Linked DNA regions of Sus scrofa: region 2 is linked to region 1. A link is a contact called in public Hi-C data. All regions are on one chromosome and are shown on one strand. Each heading gives the region's core, a stretch centred on a gene start, on an enhancer-like site or on the middle of the called end of the contact. The rest is flanking DNA. Distances are from core to core; before and after follow the strand shown. Region 1 holds the start of HNF4A (hepatocyte nuclear factor 4 alpha). Region 2 holds the start of TTPAL (alpha-tocopherol transfer protein-like).

Evidence for each region. A called contact is a pair of places that touch in the nucleus more often than the background predicts.
Region 2: a Hi-C map of fetal liver shows a contact between it and region 1, with 1.6 times the contacts expected there. The contact joins the promoter of TTPAL here to the promoter of HNF4A in region 1. A contact is called at or near these places in 1 of 5 promoter capture datasets (liver), 23 of 47 Hi-C or Micro-C datasets (adipose tissue, alveolar macrophages, blood and 12 more) and 2 of 2 datasets of contacts at active chromatin or transcription factors (alveolar macrophages and skeletal muscle).

What each region holds. Positions count from the first base shown.
Region 1 is chr17:46,818,919-46,824,069 of Sscrofa11.1, forward strand. HNF4A (hepatocyte nuclear factor 4 alpha) reads left to right here and starts at 2,003. Exons shown (of 10, transcript NM_001044571.1): 1 at 2,003-2,283. The coding sequence starts at 2,169.
Region 2 is chr17:46,882,758-46,887,908 of Sscrofa11.1, forward strand. TTPAL (alpha-tocopherol transfer protein-like) reads left to right here and starts at 2,124. Exons shown (of 5, transcript XM_001926994.4): 1 at 2,124-2,278.

The DNA of each region.
Region 1 (5,151 bases), core at 753-3,252:
CACTGCACTCGCAGCATATGGAGCTTCCCAGGCTAGGGGTCCAATCAGAGCTGTAGCTGCTGGCCTACGCCAGAGCCACAGCAACATGGGATCCAAGCTGCATCTGCGACCTACACCACAGCTCGTGGCAATGCCAGATCCTTAACCAACTGAGCAAGGCCAGGGATCAACCCCAAAACCTCATGGTTCCTAGTCGGATTCGTTTCCACTGCGCCATGACGGGAACTCCTTAGGGTCTTGTCCTGATCAACAAACAACTGGCCCAGGATCTTCACTCCAATTTACAGATGGGAAAGTTGAGGCCCTTAGAGAGATGTGAGTTAAACAATGTCATCCGAATAGTGATAGAGGTAGTTCCTAAGGTTTCCTGAAGCCAAATTCAGTCTCTCTTCTCCTCCAGAACAACTTCTCCCCCCAACTCCCCTCCCCAGATATCTCAGCTCCAGGAGGAAGGTGGAGGGAGGAGAACAGATCGGCATGGGGCAGAGAAAGGGCTACTGATAGTTGGGAGAATATGCAGAGGCTGCCTCCACATCCCCAAACACTGGCTGCCTCTCCCACCAATTTGCCCACTCGTCCCTTCACCCACTCATTTCCTCATTCACTCATTCACACTTGCAGTAATTCACTTGCTCATCAATTCCCGTCCTCGCATATTAATTTGCTCAGTCTTCAACTCACTCACCTTCTCACTCGCTAATTCACCCATTCTTGTAACCAAATCCCCCTGCCTGGCCCTTCCGGCCAGCAGAAGACAGGTTCCCAGGTCTCTGGAGTCCCAGGTCCTTCCACCGTGGCCTACACTTTCCACGTCTACCTTGTGACCTTACTTCCCCAGCGAGATCAGGAGCTCTTGAAAGTGTCGCTATAGCGGGCACTGAGGCCTAGAGGGTGTAGGAAGAGAGAAGTGAGCCAGGAGTTGAAGGCAAGTAGAACCAGCCACATAATTATCAGGGCCCAGTCCGAAACAGAAATGCAGGGCCCCTTGCTCAGAATAGCACTGATCCAAACACAGGAGCCTAAGTGTGGAGCGCTGTGCCCTGCTCAGGTGGCTGACCCACAAAGCCCACGCTGGCCGGGGCATGAGGATGGGGAGAAACAAGGGAGCTAGAAAAGGGAGGCCAAGGAGGCATGGAGGAGAAGGGGGATGGATGCTTACGAGGCACCACCTGCTGTTTTCCTAGTGCCATCTCATTTAATACTCAGGCCACCCTTTGAAGTTGATTGTGCATTTTCTACAAGAGGAAACTGAGGCTCAGAGAGGAGAATCATTTACCCAAAGTCACGATTAGCAGGTGCTAGGCGCCTGAATGTTAATCCAGCTCTGTGGGGCTGGAAGCCTTGTCTCGGTCTGTTCTGGGGGGGGGGGGTGGGGGAGGAGAGCAGGAGGAGGTGACAGGGAGATGGAGTCTGTCTGGGCCTGAGCAGCTGGGCGCTGTGGGGGCTGGTGGAGGCCAGAGCAGAGTCATGGGGAGCAGGGGAGGAGAGGCGGTCAGGAGTCTGGCCCTCTCAGTCCTTCCTGTTCCCAGGTGAGGCAGGAAACTGGAAGGAAGCTCCCAGAATGAGATCTAGAAGATTGGTATCTGGGGCCTGGATTTACATGTTTGATTTCTGAGCCAGGAGGCAGCTTTATCCCTGCAAGAGCATTGAGGGCAGACGTCAAAGATTTGGGAGGTTACTGAATTAGGGCATCGTGGAGGTGGGCTGTCAGGTTCCGAGGGTATATGTTAGCCTGTCAGCCTGACGTGGGGTGACGGTGACATGGAGGGTGGCTGAGTCAGGGTCAAATGAGCGCTGGTGACTTAGTGCCCGTCTTATAGAATTGATAACACAATATTGGGCCCCATCCATTGTAATAGCACCCCCGGGTGTCAGCCAGAAACCAACAAACAGCCCAATCCCCGCAGCCCCGCCCAGCCCGTCCACCAGTGGGGGAGCCGATTAACCATTAACCCCCACCCCTCCCCGCAGAGCCTCCACCCCTTCGGAGAGGCTAGGCCAGGACTCCCGGCAGATCCTCCCAGAGGACGGTTTGAAACCCAGGAAGGCAGAGGGGGCACCTGGGAGGAGGCAGTGGGAGGGCGGAGGGCGGGGGCCGGGGCTCGGCCCAGAGCCTTCGGGGTGGACATCCTGGGCAGGGCAAGTGGCCGACGTGTGGAGAGGGGAGGATGCGCCTCTCCAAAACCCTGGTCGACATGGACATGGCCGACTACAGTGCTGCGCTGGACCCAGCCTACACCACCCTGGAATTCGAGAATGTGCAGGTGTTGACCATGGGCAATGGTAGGTGGGGGCGGCCGTGTCCAGGCGCGCCCGCTGGGGGCAGGTCTGCCCAGGGACGGGAGCGAGTCTGTGGCGCTCAGTTTGGGGCTGGGAGGAGAATGACAGACGAGCCCGGTGGTCCCATAGCTGAGCCCAGGTGTTGCCAGGAAAAGCAAATATGCCCAGGTAGGGTGACCCTGTTACCAAAGCTCTTCCCGCTCAGCCTGTGGGGGCGGGAAAGTGATGGTGAGCTTCCTCTTGGCGTCCTGCTCCAGGCATTGGCCCAACCTGGCCCCTTCCTGAACCCCTTAGGCCCAGGTGCTGAGAAATGGCAAGGTATGTCCTGTCCCCAGAGACGGTGGATGGAGCACAACTGTGTTTCAGGGTGTCTTTGGGACTTTTGGGAGAGAAGCCCCACTTAGAGAGGTTCTGCTAAATGAGACAGATCAGCAGTTGTGTGTGTGCGTGTGTGTGTGTGTGTGTGTGTGTGTGTGTGTGTGTGTGTGTGATCATGACCTCCTCTGGGCTTGCATGTATGAGTTTCCACATAATGCGTGTGGGTGGGCAGTGGACTATATTGCAAATGTGTGTCTATGGGAATCCATTTGCACATCTGTGTTCCCCTGTGTGTACGTATGTGTGTGTGTTCTGCATTCGTTTTTATTCTCATTTGTTCACTGAGCAGGTCTGTGTTTGTTGATGTCTCTGAGGACGCCTGTGTTTGTTGCTTAGGTCCAGGAGCGGTGACGAGTGTGTGTACAACTGTCTGTGCATGTTTGCACACCTATGCTGTGGATGTGGGTTGTCTTGGGTGCCCTGGGCTTCCTGGACGTGTGTCCCATTTGGGCATCCTGTCATCTTGTGCCTCTGTTTGTACCGCTTGTGTACGCATGTGCATCCTGCCCTGGCTGGTCAGCGCTCTCCAGCGCACACGTGACTGTATAGACCTGATGTGCAGGATGGCCATTGGACAACGCAATTCACATCAGCAACATGTCCATTTGACTCAGAGCAGATTGTGTCGCCTGTGTGTCTCTCCCCGAGTTTATACGTCTGCTCCCCTATCACCGAGGGCACATCTGAAAGCAGGGGCGGGGGGGGGTCTCCACAAGGAGGTGGGGGGAGGGAGGAGGCCTGGGAAGCCAGGACGCCAGGACTTAACTGGTCACAGGCCAGCCTCAGAGGAGAGGGGGCAGCTGGCCGAAGTCAGCCTCCCACCTGCCTTCCTTCCATGGCCCCGTGGCTTCAGCCGAGGGCTACAGAACTCGGGTCAGGTCAGCTCAGCCAGAAAGAGGCGTCTGCCCTGCCCATGGTCAGTCTCACCAGCTGCTCACCTGCCCCGGCCATCCACTCACTGTGTAACCTTGGGTATGTCGCCTCTCCTCTCCTGCATCCTCTACAAAATGGGCTTAGTCACTGGAGGCCCGCTGGCCGGCCGGCTCTGAGGAGTGTCCGCGGATCACGTGAGGGCAGTGAGGGGAAAAGATGCAGGAAGTGGTAAACAACACACCGCTGCACGAGGCAGGGTGTGTGTGAACCCAGAGGGACAGGGTGTGCTGCTATACCAGGCCACCGCCCAGCCCTGGACTGCTCCCTGGGCCCGGCCCCGTCATCCTTCAGAGCATGCGCCTCTAGCTCCTGGGAGCTGTGTGTTCCCGAGGCAGAGGCCAAGCTCCTTACTGGGTGTGCTGAAGACAGGAGAGCCTCCAGCTCTGGAGCCAGAAAGATCTGGGTTCATATTCTGGCATAGATCCTTCCTACCAGTGTGAATTTGCCAAGCTATTCTCTGAGCCTCAGTTTTCTCCTCTGTAAAATGGGAATAAATCACAGCACCTGCCTCCCTGGGCTAACCAGAGGATTCAATAGATAAGGCACCCATGTGCTTAGCACGGATAACTGGTCCTGGCCCCACGTGAGTTTTCTCATGAACTCTGAGCATCTGTAGGAAGATCTACATTCCCCACTGGACTGAGAGTTGAAGTGGACTGAGAGTTGGGTTTATGTTCTGCAGACATCCTGGGCTAGTAGCTCAAAGCCTCCAGGGATAGCCCCCCACCTGTCTCCCTCCCCCGACTCAGAAGCAGCAGGGGGTCCTTGTTTATGAGACCCCCCAACAGACACCCCAACGAGGGAGGACAGCACTGGCCTGTACCCCTGGACCACAAATCTAGCTCCTCTACTTAACAGTTGTGTGATGGCTCTGGGCCAGTCCTGTCCTCTCCGAGACTTGACATTGTCCCCTGGAGAATGGGGGCCATCAGCTAACCTGGGGGTGGGATGACATACTTGGCAGCACCCAGCCTATCCTGCCCAGGATACGGGAGCCCCTTCCCCCAGCCTCTGCCTTAGTTGTGGGGTCAAGCCCTCCCGGGGTTTGGAGGAGGCAAGGCTCAGGGAGAAAGGGCACCAGCACAGCTTAACAATTACCCCCATCTCCAGGAATAATTCACCAAGTGGAGGGGGCCGCGCTCCTGGGCACCCTCGGGAGGCTAGGAGAGGTTCAGCCAGGCCACTGCAGAAATGAGATGTGGCGGGGTGGCTGCTTGCGCATGGAGGCTGGACGTCATCTGCCCCCGGCGTTGGAAAAGTTTACATTTCACAAATGCCCATACGTGCCAAGCGCTTCCCACAGACTGATTCACTGAATCTTCATAACAGCCCTAGGGATTATTTCGTTTCCCATTTTATAAGTGAGGAAATGAAGATGTGGAGAGGTAAACTAACACGGCCAAGGCCACACGGCTAAGAAGAGGGTGAGCTGGGATTTCGCCCTGGCAAAGGGCTACGGAGTTTGGGCTCTGACCTACAGCCCTGTTCCCCTCTCCACTTCTCAGCTAGATGTTCCCTAGGAATTCAAGGTCGGATGCAGAGTTTCTATGACATTGCGTG
Region 2 (5,151 bases), core at 874-3,373, 64 kb after region 1:
AAGGTCACATAGCTAGGAATAGGGATGACAGACTGTGGTTGACTAAACATTGGCACCTCAAATATGTCCTTGTCCTATCCACTGGAACCTGTGGATCTTACCTGATATGGTAAAAGGTACTTTGCAGATGTGATTAAATTAAGGTCTTGGGATGGAAGATTATCCTAGATTATCTGGGTAAACCCAGTGTAGCCACGAAAGTCCCTATAAGAGGGAGGTGGAATACACTGTATCTATAGTCAACAATAATGTACTGTGCATTTAAAAACTGGTTAAGAGGGTAAATCACATGTCATGTTCTCATCACAATCTTTTTAAAGGGGGAGAAGGGAAGATCAGAGCCAGCAGTAGATGTGACACCAGAAGTAAGAGGTTAAAGTGATTCCAGGAAGGGACCTTGAATTATGGAATGCAAGTGGTCTCTGGAAGCTAAAAAGACAAGGAAATGGATTTCTCTCCGAAGTCCCCAGAGAAAACACATCCCTGCCAACATCTTGATTTTAGACTTCTGACCTGCAGAATTATAAAATGTGCATTGTTTCAAGCCACTAAGTGTGTAATAATTTTTATAGAAGCAATAGTAAACTAATACATAGATTTAGAGAAAAAATAAAACAAAAACACACAATGCCCGGTTAAATTTGAATTTCTGATAGACAACAATTTCTTAGTATAAGTGCATCCCAGGGTTGTATCTTAAAATTGTTTGTGTGAAGTTCAATTTTTTTTTTTTTTTTAATGGCTGTACCCAAGGTATGTGGAAGCTCCTGGGTCCGGGATTGAACCTGAGCCACAGCTTCCACCTACTTGGGGTCTTTAATCCACTGCACCAGGGCCTGGGATGGAAGCCATGTCTCCACAGTGACCAGAGCCACTGCAGTCGATTCTTACCCCACTGCCCCACAGTGGGAATTCCATGAAATTCAAATTTAACTGATGTTTGGTACTTTATAATAGAGGTAGTGGAGCCAGAGCAGGAATAAAAACTCATGACTTCCAGGATTCTCTCTGACCTCAACCTAGCATCTGACAAAAACTGCTGTGTTCTTGCGGCCCATAGGCATCAGTTCCCATCTCCCTGGGACTCCTCTTGCCCCTAGGGTAGGGAAAAGAAGAGACTGTTTAAATCCACCTTTTGGGTACTCCTTTGGGCTCTTGAGTCCTCCTAGACCACAGAATTTCTCTCCAGAAATGATTTAGTGTCATTACCAAGACACTGGCATTACTCTGCTTGAACGAGGGTCCTAGGAAATTGTGTCAAAGTTGTAGCTGCACAAGATATGCGGTGGTGCTGAGGACTTTAACCGACTGGAGGTTGGGGCTAGTAAAACCTTTTTCAAGCTACCACTTCTGAAAGGGACTTCATGAACCTCAAAGCAGGAAACAATTATTGGATCAAGATTCCAGAGCAAGGGAGTTCCCGTGGGGGTGCAGTGGTTAACGAATCCGACTAGGAACCATGAGGTTGCGGCCTTGCTCAGTGGGTTAAGGATCTGGCGTTGCCTTAAGCTGTCATGTAGGTCGCAGACACTGCTCAGATCTGGCGGTGCTATGGCTCTGGCTGGACTGGCGGCTACAGCTCTCATTAGACACCCAGCCTGGGACTCTCCATATGCCGCGGGTGCGGCTCTAGAAAAGACAAAAAAAGAAAAAAAAAGAAAAAAGGATTCCAGAGCAAGAATCGTGTTATAGATGAGGAAACTGAGGCCCGAGGGGAATGGGAACTTGCTCAGTCACTTGGCTAAAGACAGGCAGACAGATGTCCCCTGAGGAATCTTACCCTTTGGAGCAGCCAGTCCTGGGGGCAGCTCTGGTAGAAAGAAACCTGGACCGCTAACCCCTGGGTCCAGATTTGAAGCACTATACTTCATTGATTGTGTTTTTCCTTTCATAAAATAGTAGCATTTGATTTGAAGATTTAACGAGATGACAGATATAAACTACTAGGTACCTGGTAATCTGTTCTCAGAAAACGACAACATCTTCCCTTGCTTCTCTGGTCCTCAGCTTCCCCCAACTACCCTAGCCAAAGCTGCTCACGCTCCCCGAACCTCCCACGCCGCCTTCCTGACCGCCAGGTGGGGACCGAAAGCTAAGACTGCCAGGAGACACCGCACATGCGCACTCACAGTGGCGCGGCCGCCTTCCCACGCCCTATGTACGTCACTTCCGGCGAGCGGCCGGGCCGGCCGGGCAGGGAGTGCGGGTCGCTTCTGTGTACGCTGCGGACGAGGCTCCCGCTGCCGATTGACCCGCGCTCCGCCCCGTAGCCGGGCCGGTGAGTGCCCGCGAGCCCGTGTGCCCCGGGGGCCGGGGAGAGGGACCCCTGAAAGGGAGGGATAAGCAGTAATGGGGCACCTGAGTAGAGAGAGACCCCAGGAAATGGGGACACAGGGGAAGGGGTAACAACCGGAAGTGGGGGGGGCCTCGGAAGGTTGTGAACAGGACTTGGGGTCTCTTGGCTTCAGGAACGATGGGTTCCTGACCTCTCCTTGAGGTGGGGTGGGGAGAGGAGAAGGGTGATGCTCGAAAAATGACAGCTCCGGGTGAGGAAGATTCCCGGCTTCACCCTATCAAATGGTGGTTGCACCCATCCCTCAGTTCATTCACCAGCCTATGACTGGGTCCTGCTCAATGCTTGATACTGCTGAAGCCCTGGAAATTAAACAGGACGCTCTAGATGCGGTGTAGAGCCCAGTGTGGGGCTAAGTACATCCTTGCTCTGCCTCACTTGCTGTGTACCCTTGAGCATTTAACGTCACATCATCCATCACTAGTATTTACAGAACACCGTCATAGGTCAGGCACTGGGGATAGCAGTGAATGTGGCAGGCAAGTGGGAATTTACATTCTAGTGGCCAGTTATCCCCTTGTAAAATAGGAACAGTATGAGTGCTCTCACCGGATATTGTGAAGAGTAAACAAGAGATGGATGTAAAGTGCTTATCAGGGAGTTTGATTCATGATAAAGCATTCAAATGCATACAATCTCTTTTCATAATTACACTGTGAGTTGAACTTCATAAGGCAAAGAATTGTATTGTTCGTTTTTGTGTGTCCAGTACCTATAAGCACAGTATCTGACATACCAGGTGATCGATAGTTATTTTATAAATGTATGGATGGATGGAACTGAGGAGTTTTAGGTAAGCACATAGCATACTGGACTGCAGTTCTAAAAGGAACTCAGTTCTGTGGAAAACTGGAGGGAGTCACCCTGGGGGAATCAAGGAAGGCTTGGCAGAGTAGGTGACATTGAAGCTGGGCCTGGAAGGTGATGATTTATCTGGTTGGGAACAAACAAGGTGAGGAAATTCCAGGCAGAGGTATCAGAAATGCATGAGGTGTTCCAAGAATAGTAGGTCATTAGTTTGTTATGGCTGGCATTTAATGTGCATTGAGAAGGGGGAAGGTGGGAGAGTGGCTGGAGAGGGACTTGGAGCCTAGGCCTGTAGTCCATGGACACTGCAGTCTGTCCGTCTCCTGGCTAAGTGCTGGATTGGGATTATAGGTATCTGCTGGCAACTCCCAGGAAAAGAAGCCAGGGTGGGTCCCATGAAGCACAATTGTTGATCTGTTCCTCACTCAGCATATCTCTGCCAAACAGATTAAACTCATTTAACAAATATTTATGGAGTGCAGACTCTGTGTCTGACACCCTCTTAAGTGCTGTGTTTAAGGTGATGAACAAGCCAGATGTAGATGTTGCACACAAATCACATGCGATTACAGCAGTGAGAGACATGCTATGCCGGAGAGCTCCTGCAGGGGGCGAGAGGGGTTCCTACTGGGAGCCTGGAGACAGAGAAACCTTCCTGCTTCAGCTATCATCCCTCACCTGGGTTATTGCAATAGCCTCTAAGTGGTCTCTTTGCTTCTTTCCTCATCCTGTTATAGTCCATTCTCAAGACAGCCCACTGATCCTTTTAAAATCTAAATCCGATCATGTCACTCTACTCAAAACTCTTCATGGCTCCCACCAAACTCAAAGTAACTAAGCTCTTCATGGCCTAGAAAGCCAAGATCCTCTCTAAATTCCTCTGCTAATATTCTCCGCCTTGTGCTTTTGGCTCTTGCCATACTGGCCTCCTCTCTGTTCCTTGGAAATCCCGCACGGTCCTGCCTCAGGCTTTGTACTTTTTCTTCCCTGAGAGACCTGCATGGCTTGCACCTTCATCTGTGCTCACACGTCACTTGGATGAGGACTTCCCTGATCACCCCACCTAAAATGCAACACCTATCCCCAGGCTCATCCAACCCCCTTGCCTGCTTTATTTTTCTCTGTAGCACACGTCATCTTCTAGGAGACTATGTGGTTTATTTTGCTATAGTCTGTCTCCTTAATTCAAATCTAAGCTCAGGGAAGGCAGGATTTTTAAATTTGTTCACTGCTATATCCTTCAGTGCCTGGAAGAAGGCCTGTTACCTACTAAGTGCTCAATATTTGTTGAATTAATGAAATGGTATCTAATGGGGACTGAAGGGTCAATTGTTATTGGTCAGAAGAACTGGAGGAAGAACATGCTAGTGAGAAGAAACAGGATGTGCCCAGGACGATAAAACCACCTTTGGGAGGAAGTGAAAGAAGCTTGGGTGGGGCTGGAGGTTAGAATGTAGTGAACAGTGGGCAGATCTAGAAGTTAGAGGGGGTGACCTGCTCACTCTGGCTGCCGTGACCTCTGGGGAGACTGGCTTATGTACAGAGACCCCAAATGATCCTTGCCTTCCTTGTTGAGCTCAGAGTGGGGGAACAGTGACAACCCATGGACAAGAGCTTGGGCTTTGGAACTGGCAGCCTGCTGTGACCTTATTTCAGGAATATCAAGGCAGCTATGCTATTTCGGGTTTGGTTTTGTTTTGTTTTATTCAATACATGTGTTCAGGTCTTCTAAGAAGCAGAACACCAGGATGAGATGAGACATGCAAGAAATATATTGGTGGCAACACTTAGAAAGGAGAGGAACTGGAGACATCAGGCAGAGCTTCAGACAGTGATTGGAGGCCAGTCCCTACGTAGGAGGTTTGGGCAGGGGGTCTTAGGCTGCAATGCGGCCCCCAAATGGTTCAGCCAGGCTGGGAGTTCCTGTTGTGGTTCAGCAGGTTAAGAACCCTACTGGTGTCCATGAAGATGAGCATTTGATCCCTGGCCTC